Linked DNA regions of Bos taurus: region 2 is linked to region 1. The links are chromatin contacts, called in public Hi-C maps. All regions are on one chromosome and are shown on one strand. Each heading gives the region's core, a stretch centred on a gene start, on an enhancer-like site or on the middle of the called end of the contact. The rest is flanking DNA. Distances are from core to core; before and after follow the strand shown.

Region 1 (4,397 bases), core at 873-3,372:
ACAGCCTCCCCCACTGCAGTCTGTCTGCAGAGAACACCTCAACTCCTGCCCCGGACAGCCCTGCACCTCCACAGTCTTCCCCAAACACCCCCCAAATTTCTGGCCCACTGTTTCTCCCAAGACCTCTGCCCACCCTCTGGGTTCCTTTTGGCAGATGGCTTGTGGGGTTAATAATTTGTTCTCGGTAGAAGGTAGAAGAAATCGGGGAATGGGCCACCTCCTAGAACTGAGGATTCAAGACTAAAGGAAAACTTTCAACTAAAGCCCAGAAACTCAGTTCAGTTTAGTTCAGTTGGTCAGTTGTCCATTGAGCATGTGGTATTTTGACCCTGGGTTAAACAACCAAACAGTCGGTCCAACTCTTTGCAATCCCATGGACTGCAGCACACCAGGCTTCCCTGTCCATCACCAACTCCTGGAGCTTACTCAAACTCATGTCCATTGAGTTCGTGATGCCATCCAACAGTCTCATCCTCTGTCATCCCCTTTTCCTCCTGCCTTCCATCTTGCCCAGCATCAGGATGTTTTCCAATGAGTCAGTTCTTTGCATCAAGTGGCCAAAGTATTGGAGTTTCAGCTTTAGCATCAGTCCTTCCAAAAAATATTCAGGTCTGATTTCCTTTGGGATGGACTGGTTGAATCTCTTTGCTGTCCATGGGACTCTCAAGAGTCTTTTCCAACACCACATTTCAAAAGCATCAATTCTTTGGTGCTCAGCTTTCTTTATAGTCCAACTCTCACATCCATACACGACTACTGAAAAAACTATAGCTTTGAATAGACGGACCTTTGTCAACAAAGTAATGTGTCTGTTTCTTATTATGGTGTCTAGGTTGGTCATAGCTTTTCTTTCAAGGAGTAAGCGTCTTTTAATTTCACGGCTGCAATCACCATCTGCAGTGATTTTGGAGCCCCCCAAAATAAAGTCTCTCACTGTTTCCATTATTTCCCCATCTATTTGCCATGAAGTGATGGGACCAGATGCCATGATCTTCATTTTTTGAATGTTGAGTTTTAAGCCAGCTTTTCACTCTCCTCTTTCACATTCATTAAGAGGCTCTTTAGTCTTTGCTTTCTGCCATAAGGGTGGTGTCATCTGCACATCTGAGGCTATTGATATTTCTCCCGGCAATCTTGATTACAGCTTGTGCTTCTTCCAGTCCAGTGTTTCTCATGATGTACTCTGCATATAAGTTAAATAAGCAGGGTGACAATATATAGCCTTGACGTACTCCTTTCCCGATTTGGAACCAGGCTGTTGTTCCATGTCCGGTTCTAACTGTTGCTTATTGACCTTCATACAGATTTCTTAGGAGGCAGATAAGATGGTCTGGTATTCCCATCTCTTGAAGACTTTTTCACAGTTTGTTGTGATCCACACAGTCAAAGGCTGTGGCATAGTCAATAAAGCAGAAGTAGGTGTTTTTTCCGGAACTCTTGCTTTTTTGATGATCCAACAGATGTTGGCAATTTGATCTGTGGTTCCTCTGCCTTTTCTAAATCCAGCTTGAACATGTGGAAGTTCATGGTTCACATACTTTTGAAGCCTCGCTTGAGAATTTTAGGCATTACTTTGCTAGCATGTGAGTTGAGTGCAGTTGTGTGGTAATTTGAGCATTCTTTGGCATTGCCTTTTTTTGGGATTGGAATGAAAACTGACCTTTTCCAGTCCTGTGGCCACTGCTGAGTCTTCCAAATTTGCTGGCATATTGAGTGCAGCATTTTCACAGCGTCATCTTTTAGAATTTGAAATAGCTCAACTGGAATTCTCTCACCTCTACTATCTTTATTCATAGTGATGCTTCCTAAGGCCCACTTTGCTTTGCATTCCAGGCTGTCTGGCTCTAGGTGAGTGGTCACACCATCATGATTATCTGGGTCATGAAGATCTTTTTTGTGTAGTTCTTCTGTGTATTCTTGGCACCAGAAACTACCTGTTCATAAATGAACCACAGGATTCAGAAAGTGAACCCAACACTAGAATTCATAGAAAGGTTGTGGGGCCAAGGGATCATGGCCTTGCTGTCAGTAACCAACTGACCAACCTGCCAAAGGGCCACCAAGGTTCTCTGGAGCTGCTGGAAGCACCAGGATGGTGGGCCTGGAGCCAAGAGAGTCTTGCACAAGTTTACAGGAGAGAGAGGTCGCTTTTGATCCTGGGTTTCACAGGGTTACTCAGGGACCCCAGATTTTGCAGGCAGTCTGGCCTCTGCCTTTGCACTCTGTCCTGCCACCACGACAAAGGGGACAGGGTGCTCCCTGGTCTGTTTTCTTTCTCCTGGAGTTCAGAGCCCTCATCCTTTGAGTCATTTAAAGCCTCCTGAACCTGCAAGTCCTTCAGCGAGGGTCTGTGTTATGGCCCCCAGTTAGGCAACAAGGATGCCATCCTGCCTCACAGTCAGCACTTACTTGAGCACTGCCAAGCGCAGGCCAGCCTGCCAGGCACTGTGGCTCTGGATGCTGCAGATGGAACCAAGGCCCAGGGAGTTTATGGCTCAAAGGAAGAGCTGTGTGTACTGACCATGCATCTGGACATCCTAACTCACCAGTTTCTTGGTTTTCATGGACTAAGAGCATATGATGTTAACCACAAAGCCAGGAACGAACACCCGCGGGGAAGCCTCTCTGCTTCTTTGGAGGCATTATTTATCAGAAGTAAATCATCAATAAGAAGTGAGTGGCTGTGTGTGGCACTCAGTAACCTGGACATGAGGAAGGGGAGGAAGTAGATCCTCCCAGTTCCTAAAATTGAGCTTTTTCTAGGTCTAACGCCCACCACAGTTTCTGCAGGGTTGAAATCTGAAACTCAAGCTCAAGCCCTGAGAGAAGCAGTAAAAAGCAGAAGTCTGAAAACATGATGACACGGACACATTCAGAATTCAGACATGCTTGTGAAAAGACTTCTGGGCTGGATGGTGGTTGGAAAAACATGTAAGGTTTCTACCTGGTCTTGGATTAGTCTGAGAACTTTCACCTTCAAAAGTTACTTTCCTTTTGGTGCACAAACATTACAGGGTGTACAAGTATTTCCAAAGCGGCAGTGAGGAAGAAGGAAGGAAAAAGGATGCATAGAAACCTAGCTGGGCAGCCCTCATTACTTATTTGTGTTTAGTGCAGGCAGGACCACAATAAACCAGGTTCTGAGGGAGACAACCTAGAAAATGTATCATTAAACCCATGCACGCTGAACTGCAAAGTCAAAGATAGCTGGCTGTAGAGATCCCAAAATTCAACAGCACCATGGTTAAGGCCACATCACCCTGGAAGAAGCAGACAGACAAAGTGCTATGTTTGTTCTTAAGCATGAGTCCTTTCAATTCTGGACCTAAGTAAAGGAAATACTGATCTCCCAGAAGGCAATGTAGGTGACTTAAGAAACTTGTTTTCCAAGGCCGTGATGGTAACTATGACCAGTTTAAGGAAGACCAGGACACTAGGCTCAGTACAGACAGTGATGTTTGGGAGGACCTCTGCATAAGAAGGTCTTGTCCTGTGATGGGAGCTGTGGTCCAGGAAGGCAACTGCCTGCCTTTGCACACTGCTGCCTGAAGCTTCCATAGATAAATGTCACAGAGATTGAGTCCAAGACTGAGAGCATGCCTTCTTTCATGCTTTTATGTTGGCGCAACCCTTATGGTTGAAGAATATAATGGTTTATGAAGGGCTGAAATTGATAATGCTTTTAGGCTGGCTTTAACCTGAAGAGCTGAGGGGCTGGCAACTGGGCCCTGAGCGGACACAGAGAACTCTGCTCCAGCGCTGGGAGGACGTGCCTCTGCAATCTTGAGCACAGCCCCAGCAGAGCAAGCTCCAATGCTGCCCCCTTCTTAGGTCTCCGTGGAACCCACAAAGCAGAATCTGCATCCCTTCTCCTCATATTCTCATCTCACTGTCCCTTGAGGGGACAGATGGGAACTCAATGACAGCAAGGCATGACACAAAAAAGGCAGTCAGTGCAATTAGTTTTTTCAGTCAAGACTAATTGAGTTAAAATTCTCCCCCATGAGTCAAAATGGGGGAGAATGCATAGAATGTTCTAAAATGTATTCATGGACCCTTAGACTACATAGGGCTTCCCTAGTGGCTCAGATGGTAAAGAATCCACCTGCAATGCTGGAGACCTGGGTTCAATCCCTGGGTCGGGAAGATCCCCTGGAGCAGGAAATGGCAACCCACTCCAGTACCCTTGCCTGGAAAATCCAATGGACAGATGAGCCTGGTAGGCTACAGTCCATGGTGTCCCGAAGAGTTGGACATGACTGAGCGACTTCACTTTCTTTCTTTCTTTGGACTACATAGAACCTAAGACTTCCTTTTTGTGAGTAAGCACATTCCTGGGTGATGGTTCTTTGTTGAAATAGACAGTAAGACAAGAACTACCTTCTGACTGCGAAGGA
Region 2 (4,397 bases), core at 871-3,370, 430 kb after region 1:
ACCTCATGCGAAGAGCTGACTCGTTGGAAAAGACTCTGATGCTGGGAGGGATTGGGGGCAGGAGGAGAAGGGGATGACAGAGGATGAGATAGCTGGATGGCACTACTGACTCGATGGACGTGAGTCTGAGTGAACTCCGGGAGTTGGTGACAGACAGGGAGGCCTGGCATGCTGCGATACATGGGGTCGCAAAGAGTTGGACACGGCTGAGCGACTGAACTGAACTAAAATAACCTAGGAAGACTACAATGCAGAAGTGCAGCAAAATCCCCAATTAGAAGAAAAATCAATAATCAAAAATAATCTTAGTTACAATGTGTTACATAAATTATTTCTCCAAAGAGCTATACTAAGTTATCACTATTTTGGTAAGTCGTACTAAAAAAACAACAACAAAAAAAGTCAAAGAAATTGGTAACAGAAGCATCTGAAAGGAACACAGGAGTAAGGGCCCCCGGTGCAGAGGAGCTGTCATGAGAGCCTGCTTACACACCTGTTGCTGTACTGGACTTAGCTGAGAAAGTCACGGCCTAAATTTCACTTTCTTAGAATTCCTTTAAAAAGTAAATTCAAATTACTTAAAGAAGTACTTGACAGATTGTCATTGCAAAACAATTTATCCAACTCATTCCCATTTACCTAATTGTTTTTCTCTCAGAAACATGAGCCCTTTATTTTTCAAATTCCTTCCGATCAGTGTAATCATTATTCTTATTTAAATAAAAATATTTTAAAATTATGAAGTACTTAAATTATCAAATACATTAAAATTATTTAAAATTTAAATAAATAATTCCTTTTATTAATTCTTTAAAACATACAAATCAAAATACAACCCAGCACTACCTTTTACAAACCACTAAAGCATATTGAGTGGCTGCTTCAAGTACTGGAACAGCAATTACTAGAAACACAGATCATTACATTACCTTTGACTCTTCTGAATATTAAACACAAATCCAACTGGCATATTCTCTGCCTTAAGAATAATTTATGCAAGAACCTGCCATGCTATGTAAAATAAATAGATAGGTAAACAAGGTGTTTAAAAACCAGTTAAGTGGTTAACTTACTCAAGGACTCCTTGGCACCTTTGATATGCTTCTGTGCATGGTGAATCACTGAAACTGCTATCTACAATTCAGGGTACTAGTCTTTTAAACTGACAAATAATGAACCTGTTTTACCCCCAGAGCATCTGATGGAATGATCACTGATCTCTCTCTACAGATCCTAATAAGTATGCTGGCATCGACCAAGCAGTAATTTAAAACATTCCATCTTATTCACAGATTGTAACTGCAACTGGAAATATGCTAGAAGATCATTAAATCCTGAAACACTAGGTTACCAGGGTGTCCTTAAAATTTTGAATGTAGAAATTGAACGTTGCTAGATCTCAACTTTTTTAGTTTGAGGACCTCTGTGCACTCTTAAAGTTGGATGACCACAAAGAATTTTCATTTATGTGTGTTGTTGTTGAACTGCTAAGTTGTGTCTGGCTCTTTGCAACTCCATGGGCTGTCGCCCACCAGGCAAGGACTCTGGAATTGGTTGCCATTTCCTTCTCCATTACGTGTGTTGTATCTATCTGTATTTACCAAATCTAGAAATTTTTAAAATACTGATTTCTTAAAATAAGAGTGATAAAATTCATTATCTGTTGAAATAAATTTTTATGGAAAAAAAAAAAAAAAAGCTGCTTTCCAAAACAAGAAAGATTTCATGAAAAGAGTGGTGCTGTTTTACATCTTTGCAAATTATCTCTTAGGTAGGGCTTCAGAGAAGACAGCTGGAATCAGAGACCTGCTTCTGCATACCATCTGTTGTAAATAATATGCTGTCTTGATTGAAGTAAATGAAGAAAATCCAGACACACTGGTAGTAGGAAAAGGAAGGAATACTTAATGGCCTTTACAGATAAATCATGGTTCTTTGATACTACACCAAAACTCAACAAGATGTGTTTTTTGAAGGTTAGATGCAAAATGGAATCTGACACCAAACCAGTGAACTTTTTTATACCCTTTCATATTAAAATCCACTGGTCTGTTTCGCCCTTTGAAGGGATCTTTTACCCAATGCATGATTGTGTAACACCATGCACTAGTCGTTTGGAAAACACTGATTACCTGAGTTACGCAGATCTTTCCAATGGTGACCCAATTCACTGCATGATAGCAAAAAATGACTTTTGTTAATAGCTCTACTGATTTTGAAAAGTTTGTACATATTGGTAAACTGTCAGTGTCCTACTGGCAAATATAAGCTTTTCAAAATTCTAACTTTCACTTGAAAGCTCAAAATTTGTTGCTCATCATAAATACTTTCAGTTGTTCTCCTTAAGGTGACAAGTGAACTTTATTCATTTTCAAGAAAACGTCTACCAAATACCAAAGCCTAACCAGCTTGGCTGTCCATCTCATATTTTAGGTAAATACGGTATTCCATCAAAAAAAAGTTGCTGGTCCAGATCAAACAAATCACAGACGTACTTTCCCTTAATTCAATCCCACTTTGTTACAGAGTAAGAACACTTTCAATTTCCATCCCATAGAATATTAAAAAAGGTACATCCTCAAATGGATAGGATTTATTAAAATTAAATCAAAGACATTCCTAAATGGATCTGGAACACTCTCCTCAGGCTGCCTGTGGTGAAGAACACGACTGCTAGCAGCCTCTGGGGCCACTGCCTTCATGAACGCTCAGGTGCCTACTGTTTCAGCCACCACCGCTCTTACACATCAGTGCAGTCAAAGAAGCCAATAATATCTTAGTACTGTTATGAAATTAGTTTTGATCTCATGTCTTGAGGGCCCCCAAGAGTCCACACTGTTCTGTATGAATCCAAAAACAAAATAAAACCACAAGCAGCAGGATATCATTCCCTTTAAGAGTGGTTATTGGCAAGAATTTTTAAAAGGAGGGACCCCACAGACTCTGATTCCCCCAATTTTCAGAGGAGGCCACAGATCCGTGGGGAGGGTGGGAGGCCAGGCGGCCTGCCCAAGCGCATCAGGTAAGTCAGATGCTAGGGCAAGAGCCCACTGTCTGCTCTCCCCGCCACAGGACGCAGCTGACGCAACAGCAACCAGACACAGGCCCCGCTGAGAATCCGCGGGGTGCCGTGAGGGAGACACAGGCCGCTGAACCCAAGAGGGCAAACGCTGCTCAGGCCTAGGGACTGCGTTCACAATGTAAGTGAAAAATGATAAAAACAATGAACAGACTTCTTCTGGTTTCAGCTCCAACATAAAAGAGAACTTGAAGTAATCATAATCACTCCAGTCCCTACAAGAAGAAAAAGCTGAACAAACTCATCAAGGGCGTATCTAGGACCCATCAGTAAATGGATATATAGGGCAAACCTCCACCATAGAATCTGGAGAAAGAGACAGATCTAGAATCAGAGCTGAAATCGGTGCACTTAGGGCAGAAGCTACTGGAGCCACAAACTAGAGGAACACTTAAATGGTCCTTTAGACAAGCGGCCAAGCTCTGTGTGTGGCCCAGCCTGGGAGGGAGAGCCACAGTCTTAGGAACCGCTCACGTGTTCTGAGGGGTCCTTTCAGGGACCCCTTTTCACAGGGAGAGACCCCTGGTGGCTCTGGCAGGAGGAGGGTGTGAACACTGGCCTGATGGACACTCAGGAAACTTCACAACAAACGTTTGCTCACCAAGGGAGAGACCTCACCAGAGTCCTAGCCCACCCGGAGAATAAACATTTCTCTGATTCCCCCCACCACGGTCCTCTCACCAAAGTGTGGGTATTTGGGGGGATAAGGCAGGAAACAGCGGAAAGGACAACACTTTTCTCATGGACTTTCTCTCTCTTTCCTAAAAGACTTTCATATTCTGAACACCTCTTTGACTAGGGAAATTTACACTGTAGGGCAGGGAGCTGACAAGGGGAAAAGAGCACCAGCTTCCAATCCAATTGCTCTGGGAGGTTTTCATTACTATTAAACCATTTCCTCAAGGGAAGTTTTCCTTACAAAGCAATCTTTCTTGAAGTTTTGGTCTTGTACCTCCTTTAACAGTTTCTTGTGCTTGCCATTTCTTGTGCATAAATGTTAATTTTTTTCTTTTGAATTGGACAAACATTCCTACAATCTCTGCTCTTCAGCTAGAGAATTTCTGCCCCTTCCTATATGCCAGAATTTCCATGATCCTCTTAGCTCTAAATGGTGTTTGTGCAAACTACACATACAAATTACTCTAATTAACGGCATGCACTGGCACGGCCCTCAGAATGAGTGTTCTCAGCAGGCCTCTGTAAGGGTCTCCAGCAGGATGCCTGCTGCTGCCTGTCATCACCGCCACTTCTTCCTGTCACCGGTCACATCTTCACTGATCTCACTTACTGTGTCTTTAGTTTTTGCTTCACTCTCTCT

The links. Hi-C and Micro-C count contacts between places; a contact is called where the count stands out from the background.
Region 2: a contact with region 1 is called in a Hi-C map of liver, with 6 times the contacts expected there. The contact joins two enhancer-like sites. A contact is called at or near these places in 2 of 11 Hi-C or Micro-C datasets (both in liver).

The regions. Positions count from the first base shown.
Region 1 is chr21:5,543,944-5,548,340 of ARS-UCD2.0, forward strand. All of the region lies in intron 5 of LRRK1 (leucine rich repeat kinase 1), which reads right to left. Among named protein-coding and RNA genes, the nearest start is that of MIR2362, 42 kb to the left of the region's middle. Within about 2 kb of position 2,123, at least 1 of the 102 cell types and tissues checked has an H3K27ac peak or open chromatin away from gene starts, as enhancers often do. A contact at or near this core is called in liver, where this site is marked.
Region 2 is chr21:5,977,376-5,981,772 of ARS-UCD2.0, forward strand. All of the region lies in intron 5 of ASB7 (ankyrin repeat and SOCS box containing 7), which reads right to left. Among named protein-coding and RNA genes, the nearest start is that of ASB7, 44 kb to the right of the region's middle. Within about 2 kb of position 2,121, at least 1 of the 102 cell types and tissues checked has an H3K27ac peak or open chromatin away from gene starts, as enhancers often do. A contact at or near this core is called in liver, where this site is marked.